Linked DNA regions of Mus musculus: regions 2, 3 and 4 are each linked to region 1. Evidence: chromatin contacts called from public HiCAR-type, Micro-C and promoter capture Hi-C data. All regions are on one chromosome and are shown on one strand. Each heading gives the region's core, a stretch centred on a gene start, on an enhancer-like site or on the middle of the called end of the contact. The rest is flanking DNA. Distances are from core to core; before and after follow the strand shown. Region 1 holds the start of Tnfsf13b (tumor necrosis factor (ligand) superfamily, member 13b). Region 2 holds the start of E230013L22Rik (RIKEN cDNA E230013L22 gene). Region 3 holds the start of Col4a2 (collagen, type IV, alpha 2). Region 4 holds the start of Irs2 (insulin receptor substrate 2).

Evidence for each region. Promoter capture Hi-C pulls out the DNA fragments that hold promoters and counts their contacts. Hi-C and Micro-C count contacts between places; a contact is called where the count stands out from the background. HiCAR-type assays count read pairs that join an accessible place to other places.
Region 2: a promoter capture Hi-C map of embryonic stem cells shows a contact between it and region 1, with 5 times the contacts expected there. The contact joins the promoter of E230013L22Rik here to the promoter of Tnfsf13b in region 1. A contact is called at or near these places in 4 of 39 promoter capture datasets (embryonic stem cells, hippocampal neurons, liver and 1 more).
Region 3: a HiCAR-type map of astrocytes shows a contact between it and region 1, with 3 times the contacts expected there. The contact joins the promoter of Col4a2 here to the promoter of Tnfsf13b in region 1. A contact is called at or near these places in 3 of 39 promoter capture datasets (hippocampal neurons, liver and pre-B cells), 2 of 115 datasets of contacts at active chromatin or transcription factors (astrocytes and embryonic forebrain) and 2 of 9 other capture datasets (adipose tissue and liver).
Region 4: a contact with region 1 is called in a Micro-C map of embryonic stem cells, with 4 times the contacts expected there. The contact joins the promoter of Irs2 here to the promoter of Tnfsf13b in region 1. A contact is called at or near these places in 7 of 39 promoter capture datasets (the 3T3-L1 cell line, 3T3-L1-derived adipocytes, embryonic stem cells and 2 more), 1 of 484 Hi-C or Micro-C datasets (embryonic stem cells) and 5 of 115 datasets of contacts at active chromatin or transcription factors (T-cell acute lymphoblastic leukemia, embryonic forebrain, embryonic midbrain and 1 more).

Annotation. Positions count from the first base shown.
Region 1 is chr8:10,005,071-10,008,148 of GRCm38.p6, reverse strand. It overlaps Tnfsf13b (tumor necrosis factor (ligand) superfamily, member 13b), which reads right to left and starts at 1,516. Exons shown (of 7, transcript NM_033622.2): 1 at 989-1,516; 2 at 815-899. The coding sequence starts at 1,306.
Region 2 is chr8:11,476,395-11,479,472 of GRCm38.p6, reverse strand. It overlaps E230013L22Rik (RIKEN cDNA E230013L22 gene), which reads right to left and starts at 1,544. Exons shown (of 2, transcript NR_126558.1): 1 at 790-1,544; 2 at 1-332. It overlaps Rab20 (RAB20, member RAS oncogene family), which reads left to right and starts at 833. Exons shown (of 2, transcript NM_011227.2): 1 at 833-1,145. The coding sequence starts at 974.
Region 3 is chr8:11,311,325-11,314,402 of GRCm38.p6, reverse strand. It overlaps Col4a2 (collagen, type IV, alpha 2), which reads right to left and starts at 1,598. Exons shown (of 48, transcript NM_009932.4): 1 at 1,289-1,598; 2 at 896-984; 3 at 719-773. The coding sequence starts at 939. Col4a1 (collagen, type IV, alpha 1) reads left to right here and starts at 1,577. Exons shown (of 52, transcript NM_009931.2): 1 at 1,577-1,887. The coding sequence starts at 1,804.
Region 4 is chr8:11,007,436-11,010,513 of GRCm38.p6, reverse strand. Irs2 (insulin receptor substrate 2) reads left to right here and starts at 1,585. Exons shown (of 2, transcript NM_001081212.2): 1 at 1,585-3,078. The coding sequence starts at 2,084. It overlaps 9530052E02Rik (RIKEN cDNA 9530052E02 gene), which reads right to left and starts at 2,664. Exons shown (of 5, transcript NR_046017.1): 1 at 2,503-2,664.

The sequences.
Region 1 (3,078 bases), core at 267-2,766:
TACAGTAAATTTCAGATTTGCACAAAAATTTTGGTACTGCGGTGCATGTAATATTTTCATACTCTTTTGGCATGTAACTTAGAGAGTCAAGAATTTTTGTTGTTTATATAGCTTTTAAGCTGTTTTTCACTCAGACTATCAGGTAAAAATTTTTTTATAAGAATAAAAAGGCAGTCAACATCAGGAGTGTGCTGAATTGTATTGTTAACAAACAAGTATTGCTTCTTTTTTTCCTCATGAAGCAAGAAGAAAAGTCCATTTCAGTAACTCCCAACTCTGCAAAACGCTGGGGAATGGACAACAACCACTGAAGCCACACCAGACTGATTACACGGAAATTATGTTGCATATGGAAAGGGTGCATTACAGTCTTTGCCATTTCTGTGTGTTTTGCAACTGCCCCCACAATGTGTGTGTGTGCGCGCGCGTGTGTTTAAAAAAAAAATTAGTAAAACCTCATAATGCAGGGTTTGTCCACATCTGAACTTGGCCAGAACATGGGAAATCTGAAAATGCTAGGGAATGGCTTCTTGTCTGGGATGCAGGCGGTCACGTGACTGCGGTGACAGGAAGAGCTCTGCGGCTAAGTCCTTGAGCACACATCAGTGCGAGAGATCCGTGCACCCTAGTCGTCTTGTCACCTCCCACAGGGATCCTCCTATCCATACACCCTGCTCAGTGTAGGGCAAGGCACGCCACGCAGCTTATTGCAATTGCTACAAAGCTACACAAAGTGCTTCGTTCACCGCGGCCGGGCGGCTTGCAGGTGTGCACAGCACAGCCCCAGCTCTTAACTGCTGTGCCCCAGCCGTACCTGTTTCCTCTGGTCCCTGGAAAGCGCGTCTGTTCCTGTGGCCGCGGCTGGAGTTGTGGGGTCGAGGAGCTGCCGGTGTCAGGAGCTAGGAAAAGAGACAACCAGTCCGTTACTGGACAGCTGTGGAGTGGCATACCTGGGGCTCCTGCACAGGCAGAGGAGGGGTGAACTCACTTTGACTCCAGCGGTCAACTCTGGAGCACCCGCGGCGGCTGGTGTTGCTGAACCTCGGTAGCTCTGCAGCTCCATGCGCAGGTTCATCAGGTCTGCTTGCAAGGCAGCCAACTGGTACAAGGACATCGCTGTGAAACTGCTGGACAACAGGGCCAGCAGGAGGGTAGCAGCCAGCAGCCTTCCATCCCTGCAGATCCCAAACCAGGCACCCTCCTCCTTCTGCGGAGTGATGGGATCATATCCCACTTTCATATCTTCTCCTTTCTCGGAGCAAAAACAGAGGCACGGTGGTGGCAGGGTCTTTGCAGACTCATCCATTCCACGAGGAGCACTTTGAAGGTCTAGGCCTTTGGAGTAAGTGACCACAGGGGTGGGTCATTTCCTGTCATCTGTGTCCTGGGAGACTGCCCTCAGAGCATGGCAGGGCTGGGTTCCCCCAGGAGCGCTCTCCTGACTTTCTTCTGCATCTTTTGCTACCCTGAAGTAGGTTCTCTGGCTCTGGCCTTCCATGGATTGCTCAATCTGCCTTCCGCATTTCACTTTCAGTTTTTGTAAGATGTTTCATTCTATCTCAATACAGTCCTGTTTGTGGGAGATGCGAGGCCTCTGACACGGCGGCTGGGGGGGGGGGCAGCTTGGGGTTCAGACTGACTCACTCCAGACAAGCTTATCGAAGGTGCTTTCCCTTCAGTGTGCTCTTAAGAACTGTCTACTTGGAGCCACATGGCTTCTAAGGAAGGGGAAAGGGGACACTGAAGGCCTAGTGGTGTAATAAACGATAATTAATGTACAAGTCAGATAAGCTCAGTGCTTGAGTCTGAACTGCATTTGGCTGCCGGACAAGGAAGCCAACAGCTCCCCAGTGGAAGATGAAATGGAGCGCCATAAAGCTGAGTGACTGAACTCCATCTGAACTCTGCTCTCGTCTTGGTGGGGCAACGAAGAGAACATGCTACAGCTCTATTTAAGGCCACACCGGGGGTGGGGGTGGGTGGGGGTGGGGTGGGGGAGCTTTAAATGTGGGGTGGATTACAGGGAAGCATGGCAGAGACTCAGTCCCCACCCCCACCCCGCTAGGAGCTGACACACAGTCTCCACATTGATGGCACTCGTTTCACAGGTATGGACACAGGATGTCCTCAGTCTGTGCCTGGGCTTGGTGACATGAAGGCACTGCTCCATTCATTTTAGTCTTTCCTGGTCTGGAAGGCTGGCTGGGAGCCTGGTACCTCAACATCCGTTTATCTTCAGTCAGCACAGGCCATTGAACACTTAGCCGAGACTCCATTTGTCTAAACCTCGGGCTGCTGAGCAGTGGTTTTGCCTCATGCTGCCTTCCCTCAGAAGCTTAGGAAGAAAATCTCAGAAACAAGGACACACAGCAGCAAGGATTCCAGAGGGAGGCTTCCCCACCACCCATCCAGCTTCTGCCCCTGGCCCTCCCTCATGAGACTTAATGGTAGGATTAGAATTCCACCACATGATAAGCTGAGACAGGAGGATTGTGGGTTCAGGGTTAGCCTGGGCTCCAGAGCAAAACCCGGCTTCAAAATCAAGCACATATCTCAGGTATGTGTTATTACCAAATCACATACAGAAATTAAATGACTCGAAGAAGTGCAAGACCAAAGGACGGCACCTTCTTCCTGTTCTGTATAATTATCCAGAGGGAATTATCTAGCTGGGCTATAAGATGCCCTTTGCCTTCTCTGCTCTATAAGGCAAAGAACTTCATGGCCAAACTCCTCAACTTAAAGCCCAGACCAATCTGAGTCCAGGTCATTTTAGAATAAGTGTCCAGTGTTGGTTCAGGTAGTGGTTGTCACTGTGCATCAATGGCCACTGCTTCTTCCAAAAAAGTTTGTCAAGAAGCCTCCTTCTGGCTAGCAGGCACCACTGTACAACGCCCACAGAGTTCACACAAAAACAGCTCCTTTACAGTGAGGGCTCTTAGATTTCTTAGGAAATGAACGTTATCTCTCCCTAACTCAAAGGTTTGCTTCCTGCAGAGGAAATGGTTTGATGATCTAATCTGAGATTTACTCGATGGTGAGTGCACTCTTTATTGCTTGACCACCGCACAGCACTGG
Region 2 (3,078 bases), core at 295-2,794, 1.5 Mb before region 1:
AACCTAGCAGGCACCTCCCGGTGTCCCCGACCCATCCACATTCTCCCTTAAATCTTAGCCGACTTCCAAGGGACTTTCCCAGCCAGGCAACTCTCCACCTGTGTGGGTGCAACCAAGGTGCACCGAGGAGGAGCGCTGGGCACAGGCTGGGAAGCGAAACAGAGCCAAGGGAGCCTGTGACTAGACAAACACCAGGTCCTGGGCCTCTCCGCGGCTACCCGGGCTTTTGGAGGAACTGGAGCGTCCGAAGGAAGGCGCTCTGGAACTTTCACCTTAGGACCCAGGTCCTAGGCTCCAAACTTGGCGACATACAGGCTTTCAAAGGGTGGGGACTGTAAAAAAAAAAAAAAAAAGCGGTACTGTAGCCCTGCTAGAGTCAGGGGTGCGGGAAGAGGGAGGCTGGCGTGGGTTGGGCCAGTGGAGAGGGGTTCCAGGAAAGGGCTGGCTGGGCTGGAGAAGGGCTTGGAGAAGGTATGGGAAGGAGCTGGGGCGGGAGGTAGGGGCCAGGGCTCTGGGAAGGGCAGAAAAATAAAGGAGGAACGGAGTTTGGGATTATAGGGACGGACGCAGGACGGTCCTTGAGGGAGGGGGAATGGGAAAGAATGGGGAGGGGTGGGCGTGGGGCTGAGATTTAGCAGGCAGAGAAAGGGAATTTGGGGAAGGAGAGATAGGGAGTAATAGGAACGAGGCAGGGGTGATGGGGAGTGTGGAAGGGGCTTGGGAGAAGACTGGGGGCGGGGCCTAGGCGGACCAGGGGGCGTGGGGTGGGCGTGGCGGCCGGGCACCCACGTGGTCGCAGGGCTGCGTTCACACTCCGGTACAGAGCTGTGGCGCGCTTCCTCTTTGGCACTTCATCGAGTTCGGATCTCAGGCCAGGGCCACTAGAGTTCGGGGTCCCTGGAGGCCGGGGTCCGCGTCCCCTGGCATCCTGGGCGGGTGACCGAGAAGCGCAGGGGTCATCTCCTCCGCGGCTATGCGGAAGCCGGATGGGAAGATCGTACTGCTGGGGGACATGAACGTGGGTAAAACGTCGCTGCTGCAGCGCTACATGGAGCGTCGCTTCCCGGACACGGTCAGCACCGTGGGCGGCGCCTTCTACCTGAAGCAGTGGCGTTCCTTCAACATCTCCATATGGGACACCGCAGGTGAGGGCGGCGCCGCCGGGACAGGCGGGCTTCGGGGCTCTGCGGGGTCGAGGAGTCGTCTGTGGGCAGCCGCGGGGTCTCCACTTTGGGCTGTGACATTCATTGCACCTCTGTTCCCACTTGCCTTGCTTTGCCGATTGAGAAAATCTCCAGTTCAGCAGCACTCTGTGCGTCTTCGCGAAGATTCGGGTTATCCTGGGAGAGATCTCCGATCAGTACGACTCTCGCTTCTTAGGTGCTTTAATGTCCCCCTCAGGGTGCCCTCCTTTGGTGTACAAAGCAGCCTTGGGAGTTGAGCACCGCTGCTATTACCGACTTCTTTATGAACGAGGAAACTGAGTCAGAGAGCGTTGGACCACTCTGCTGGATGTAAGGCGACTGGGAAGTAGAGTTGGAATCGCCCAGCCTCCTCGACTCACGGTTATTTACCCAGTGCCGAGTCTTGGCTGGTGCGCAAGTCACGTGAGTGGAATAGCTTCCTGTACTGGCATTTTTAAGATAGGTAGTGAATTATTTTTAGTGCGTGTACAACTTCGTCTTGGACTTTCCCGATTAATTTGCTTCTGTCTTCTCCCTTTTCCATGATAAAGAAATAAGATACTTTAAGTGAAACAAACGAACCCGGAAATAGTATGGTATAGTTTCAGGGAGAGAGGTTTCCAATGTATGAAACTCCCAAGTTCTGACTTTTTATGTTGTGTAAAGTGTGGTGGCGCACGCCTTTAATCCCAGCACTTGGGAGGCAGAGGCAGGAGGATTTCTGAGTTCGAGGCCACCCTGGTCTACAGAGTGAGTTCCAGGACAGCCAGGGCTATACAGAGAAACCCGTCTTGAAAAACCAAAAAAGAGTGATGTACTCAAAAGCCTCGCTCCTAATCCCTGACTCCTTGTCTTGCGCGTATCAATCTGTTGGCTATGTAATACATTCTGATCAAGCTGAGTTAGTGAAGGTCTGGGGAGCTTCCCTCCCTCCTCTGTCTTCCCCGTTCCTTACTTAGCCACCGTGGGAAATGGACTGATTTCTACTTTCCCTGTCTTTCCTTTGGCTCTGGTCTTTACTCCGCGTTGCAGGCAGAGCCTCCGAGTTTTCTCAGGCTGTCTACCTGCCACTGAGCACTCATGAATGCAATATCTCAGAGTCAAGACTAGTCAGACTCTGGACTCCTTTTCCAGCCTCCGACAGAGCTCCGCCTCTACGCTTGGCTTAAATGGCTTGCCTGCTGCTCTGGGTTTGTAAGAGGAGAAAGCAGAATTGGTCAGCTTTCCCCACACCTCTTAATGTTTCTGGAGTAGCGATAGATGTGTGGCCGACACAGCACAGGGTAACTGTGTCCCCGCTAGCTGTTTCAATTTGGTGGGTGGAGCCACTTTCTTCGTCAAGGCCGAGGATATGATGAATCCGGAATGTTGGTCAGCAGGGGATTTTGTAACACTGCCTGAGAACTTGCTGATTCCCTCTGTGGGGGCGGGAGCCGTTCAACTCATTTCCAGGCCTCCTCGGCTGCTTTTGTGTTCCTGGAAGCCTAAGTGTGAAGGCAGATGACGGGAGCCTTGCCGGGTGGCCAGGCCCCCTCTTCACATTCTTGATGTCTGTGTACACATGCTCAGGGGAACAAGGTACAGAGTCAACAGTGGTCCATATCACCAACTTTGTGCCTGCTTTGCTGGGCTGCCAGTCGCCTGGAGGGAGCAGAGAAGACGGGTTAATATTGTTCGGGATTCTGTGTGGAACATCTACCCTAAAGGGTTACCTTTTCCTGCATTGTGTACTGTTTAAAATCCCTGCCCTCTCCCCAATTGACCCTTTAGCATAGCAAACCAAAACCAGCTTGCCGCGACAGGCAGGTTGGGGGGAGGGGTGGCAGGCACACACCTGTGAGGGCTTTGGGACGTGCAGTAGTCAGAGCCATAGCACTTGGTTAGTTTGTGTTTG
Region 3 (3,078 bases), core at 349-2,848, 1.3 Mb before region 1:
TTTCATGTTTCTTTTAAACAGCACTACCTATGAGAAGACCCCCCCCCCCACACACACACACTGGTACTGGTATAAGGAGTGGCTACATTTAAAATGCGAGGGAGCCCCAGAGCATCTCTCCAGTTCAGTTCAAAGGCTGTTCTGGCAGGCCTGGTTTGGTCTTTCAAGGAGCAACAGGTACAGTAAACAAGTCACAGAAGCCAGGGACCACAGGCCTCCCTCTGGTCTGTGGCTCTTCAGGGCCTACTCAAGGTTTGGAAGAGACCGCGGTTTCTATCCCTTTGTCCCCGAACAACCTTAAAGCAGGAGGCTGTCTCCTCCTTGCCCCGCCCCTCCCCAGAGACTCATATTTAAGCAAGATGCTCTCTGCCCACCACAGTGCCTGGACACCACCTCTGAGTTTCTGGAAACTCTTTGCTCCCAGCCCCCTCTGTCCGTGCGCCTCGTGGCCTAGTGATAGACATTCTTCCCTTGCTGCTAAGGCCAAAGCTTGGCAGCAAAAGGTGCCTGAGGCTACGTTTTAATTATTAGCTCCCTAGAGAGGGCCGACTCCTGCACTGCACGGGACGAGCGGCTGGCAGACACAGTAGCACACACCTACAATGCACACGCACACTCAGGTGGGCTCGACGAGCCTGTCTTCCACGAGGCTCCGCGAGCGTCCCAACCCGTCACGGGCGCGGAACTCCAAGCGCCGTGGAGTTCAAGCGGTACTTACCCCCAAGACGCTCTGAGCCAGGAGTCCCACTGTCACAGTTGCTAGCAGCAGCCACCTGCACAGGAGAGGGAGGGAGGGTAAGAAAGCGACCAAAACATGCGGGCCCCAACTTGTCAACTCCTGAAATATGCATGCAAGGTCCCCTTCACCTAGGAGACCAGGCAGAAGGCGACTTACCCTCGCAGGGGAGGGCCAGACGCTTTGAACCGCACTCGGTCCATGATCCCAGTCTTTGAGCTCTAGACTCGGCTCGATCCCTTCCTAACCTGGAGGCAAGAGACAAAGCGGGTTAGCAAAGGTGGCAGGCAGAGAGAGCATCGTCATCTTAGCACCCTGACTCCGCATAATGTCCCTCGTTTCCTTGCGGGGTGACCAAAGTTCTGTCCCATCAGGAGACAGAAAAAGGGAGATTCTTCTCCGTAGGCCCTGCCTGGAGCTCCTCAGCCCATGCAGCGCGATCCCTATTCCCCCAGCTCCGATCCAACGGAGCGCGCAGCCTCAGCCTACTCCGGCGCTACAGGTCCGCGACTTGGGGCCTGGCTCTCTGTGCCTCCCGGGGGTCGCTCTCACCTCAGGGTCAGGAGCTGCTGCCCGCGCGCATGGGCCCCTGAAGAAGCGTTGGCCCGTGGCACACCGGCGGCCAGGCCGGCCTGGCTCTGCTCCGTGGGCGCCGGACTCTCGGCCCCGGCGTGCCTTGCTGGTGCTTGCCCGGGATTGGCGAGCCAAGGGGCTCGTGGAATCGGGGCGCGGGAGGAGCTGGGTGCGGAGCGCAGAGCCCCGGCGTTCGGACTCCCTGCGACACCAAGTCCCGAGCGGCGCGCAGCCTCCGCCTCTTACCCGCGCCGCAGGGTCCTCCCCTTGGAGACGCCGCCCGCGCACTGCCGAGGGGAGGGGGCAGCGCCAACAAATTGGGGAGCTCCTCGGGCGGCGCGCTCAGGTCTCTGCGCAGAGTCACCGCACCCGGGACGGTGAGCAGGGCTCACGCCCGGGCCCTCCGAGACTGAGCACCTCGCCGTGGCCCACGGGAACTGGGCTGCATTTCCCCGCCGTCTCTGCTGGTCCCCTGCCGCCCCGGGCGCGCCACCATGGGGCCCCGGCTCAGCGTCTGGCTTCTGCTGCTCTTCGCCGCCCTTCTGCTCCACGAGGAGCGCAGCCGAGCAGCTGCGAAGGTGAGTTCCCTGCGGGCTGCGCTCCCCAGCCTCCCTCCCTGCACCCCTGACGCCCCGCGAGGCCTCTTTGTCCAGCGCCTGGCGCAGTCAAGCCGCCTGGCCCTCGAGGGTACCGCGGGTGGCACGGCCAGGTGCATTCTTCCCCCGGGTCTCCCTCTCCTAGTCCCTGTGGGCAGCGATCGCACATCCATTACGGAACCTCCTTTGTTATACACTGGGTGCGGGAGAGTTAGGAAGGGACTGAAGCTTAGCGTGTACCACGGCGGGGTGAGGGTACCGAGGAGCCAGTGAGATTTGAACCCTCATCGCCAAGGCTCTCAGCGGCGGGGCGCGCGAGTGGGTCGGGGCTGGAAGGGTGGCCAGGCACACCCCACGCCACTCAGAGTCCTACACTCATGTGCAGGGGGAACCGCTTTGGGTGTGTTTCTGGTTGTTTGGAGACCGTGATGGTTGAGGCTGAACAGCTTTGGGCCGTTTGCCTGGAAACATCTGTATTTTTGCTTTCCCACGACTTTTGTGTAGCCTACGGCACGCTTGAGAACAGACGCGGGGCTCTTCTCCGCATCCTAAAAGTCTCTGCCTCGACTCTTGCCTTTTATGAGTGCGTGCCTGAAAATTATAACCACATTTAGACTTGAGTGTGAAACCAAAGCGAAACTCCGTCGCATTGTTCCCTGCGCAAATTGTTTTTTTTAAGTTTTTGTTTCCTCTGGTGCTGTGCTTGGCCAGGAGGGCGCTGGGAGATGTTTGCAAGAGCCAGACTTCCAGCTCTGGAGGAACCCGGCCAGACTTTCTGCCTTCGCCCCTAGAGAATACACTTCAGCTGCTGCTGCTGCTGTGACAGCCATGCAGGCCCAAAGGCCACAAGGTGTGGCCTCTCCACAGTTTGCCTTCCCCTCAAATGCCTAAAAAACGACGTTTGCTTCTCACCGAAGCTTCCAAGTTTTAAAAGAAACCGTTGCTTAATTGTGCATTTTCCTTTCCTTTTAAGAATTTCACCTCTTTCCTGCAGGAGCGATACTGATCAACTATGCTATAAATTATTAACTGTTACATACTAGAATAAACTGGTAACGTTACTAGGGGTTTTCTTAATTGGGTTTTGCCTCCCTTTCTGAAGAAGGATGATTAATTACATCAGCAACCAACTTCAGAGAGTTCCCTCCTCTCCAGTCTTCACCTTCACCGCAG
Region 4 (3,078 bases), core at 336-2,835, 1.0 Mb before region 1:
TGGTCCTTTATTTTTAAAGAGTATAATTTAAAATGGAAGACCCAATTCAACACACCCTTTTGAGGTTAATTTTATGATGATATTTACTAATGGATGGTTTTCCCCAGGCTTTTGCTATTCATCAATAATCATAATCATAGCCGCATACAAGCTAAAAACAGAGCAGGTCCAATATCGGCTTGGGTTATCTTGGCACAAATTCATCATTAGGGTGTTTAAGGCACAGTTTACACAAAGGGTAAAGCATCTATGGTCTTCAGAATCACACTGTGCAATTATTTTTCTTAAACATGTCATTGTAATTGCTACAATGATTTGTAAATTATGCAGGGCATTCCACCGCGAACTTCCAGGACTCAGAACAAAATAACCAAGGTTAAATTGTAAGATAAACTCTGGTCCTGAATTGTTTCATTTAGATACTTTCTCCCTAGATGGGCAAGGGTTTGTTTTGTTTACGCATCCAGAGCAGGGTTCCAAGCCCGCCTTCCGTGAGCGCGGACCATTGCCCTTCCTAGCGGCCCTCACGCTGTCAGTTAGGAGAGAAGACATGCAGGTGCTTATTTGCCCTCGACTTTGAAAGTCACAAAGGCCACGTAGATAGAGAAATTCAAAGCAGCAGTTCAAGGGCATCTTTGGCTTGGCGCTGTGCCCGCGGCCGCGCTCCTAGGTTCGGCGACGCCCGCCCATAGCCCGGGTGCTGGGTGAACACGGTTTGGGGCGCGGGCCGGGAGCGGTGAGGGCGCGGGGCGTGGGGAGGACGCCCGCCAGCACTCGCTCCCAGCTCCCCGCTCCCGCCCAGGCCCGCCCTTTCCCGGCACTATGGAAACCGCATTTTCCTACGCCAGCACGCCCTCCTCCTCTCTCCTATTACATCCAGAACAGGCGACTTCCACTTCCCGGGAACCTGACAAGTGAATGGCTCTGATGACGCCCCGGAAAGAGCCCACGGCCGGGGGCGGACGCCTGCGGAGGGTGGGGCGGGTTCCGGGGCGCCCCTCGATCGGCTCGCCGCCGGGAAAAGGCACCGAGCTGCCATCGACCCGGAGCTCGCGGGCAACGATGCTCGTAAACAAGCCGGGCCGCGCGCCTGCCACCCACAGCGGGCACCGCCCTGCGCCGCGCGCCCACCCCGGCTGCTGGGGTCCGACCGCCGCCCCGCACCAGATCCGACCTCCCGCCCCCGTTCCCCCTCCGCGGCGGAAGCCTGGGGCCAGTTAGTGGGACGCGAGGCGGGAGCACAAACCCCGCACCCGCCTTCTCCACGGCGGGCTTCCCGCCTTGGGTGGCATCGCCCCCGCCCGCATCCACAACGAGCCCCTGATTAATGAGCCCGGCCCGGCCCCCGCCGAGCCCCGGCCCGGCCTCGGAGAGGGGGAGGGAGGGGACGGCGGGAAACGCAGCCCGGTGTCGGTCCGCCTCCCCCCCCCCCCCGTGCCTCACGCTCATTGGTCCGTCTCGCTGTCCGTCGGGGAACGCGGCGCCAATGCAGGGCTGCGGGGCGGGGCGTCCGCGCGAGTGTGCCTGCGTAACGCAGAGTCACGTGTTGTTTTGCTCTTAGTTCAGTCACTCGGTGCGCGATGTGTTACTCACTGTGCGGCGGGGACCGCGACAAGCCCGGGTCGTCGTTGGTGGCAGCAGCAGCAGCGGCAGCAACGGCAGCAGCGGCCCCAGTGGCAGTGTGGGCCCCGAGTGTCCGGACGCAGACCGTCGTCGCGCAGTGCAGAACGGTGGCAGCAGACGGGCCGCGCGCGTTCTAAGCTCGGCCCCGCGACTCGGGGACCCCGACTCTCGACCCAGCCAGCCAGTCCCCGGGCGCCGCCCGAGAGCCCGGGAAGCAGCGGCAGCGGACAGTCGAAGCGGGGGGGTGGCCATCGCCCGCACCGAGCATCCTTCGGAGCGGCGGAGGGCCCTGCGCCACCGAGCCGCGCGCGCCTCCTAGCCCACCGCCTGGGCCCGGGGGACGCGCGCGCGTGGCCGGGCGGCCGGGCGACGGGTGGCGGGGAGCCGCCCCCGCCCGCGCCCCTCGGCCCTCGCCATCCCCTGTTCGCCCAGCCGGGCAGAGAGACCTGAAGCGGCGGCGATGGCTAGCGCGCCCCTGCCTGGGCCCCCCGCGTCGGCGGGCGGGGACGGCCCGAACCTCAATAACAACAACAACAACAACAACCACAGCGTGCGCAAGTGCGGCTACCTGCGCAAGCAGAAGCACGGCCACAAGCGCTTTTTCGTGTTGCGCGGCCCCGGCACGGGCGGCGACGAGGCATCCGCGGCTGGGGGGTCGCCGCCGCAGCCTCCGCGGCTGGAGTACTACGAGAGCGAGAAGAAGTGGAGGAGCAAGGCGGGCGCGCCGAAGCGAGTGATCGCGCTCGACTGCTGTCTGAACATCAACAAGCGCGCGGACGCCAAGCACAAGTACCTGATCGCCCTCTACACCAAGGACGAGTACTTCGCTGTAGCGGCGGAGAACGAGCAGGAGCAGGAGGGCTGGTACCGCGCACTCACCGACTTGGTCAGCGAAGGCCGCTCTGGCGAGGGGGGCTCGGGCACCACCGGAGGCTCTTGCAGCGCCTCTCTCCCGGGCGTCCTGGGCGGCTCAGCGGGCGCCGCTGGCTGCGATGACAACTACGGGCTCGTGACACCCGCCACGGCCGTCTACCGCGAGGTGTGGCAGGTGAACCTGAAACCTAAGGGACTGGGCCAGAGCAAGAACCTGACTGGTGTATACCGCCTATGCCTGTCTGCGCGCACCATCGGCTTCGTGAAGCTCAATTGCGAACAGCCGTCGGTGACGCTGCAGCTTATGAACATTCGCCGCTGCGGCCACTCGGACAGCTTCTTCTTCATCGAGGTGGGCCGTTCGGCCGTCACCGGTCCCGGGGAGCTGTGGATGCAAGCCGACGACTCGGTGGTGGCGCAGAACATCCATGAGACCATCCTAGAAGCTATGAAGGCACTCAAAGAGCTCTTCGAGTTCCGGCCTCGCAGCAAGAGTCAGTCGTCCGGGTCGTCAGCCACGCATCCCATCAGCGTGCCGGGCGCGCGCCGCCACCACCACCTAGTCAACCTACCCCCTAGCCA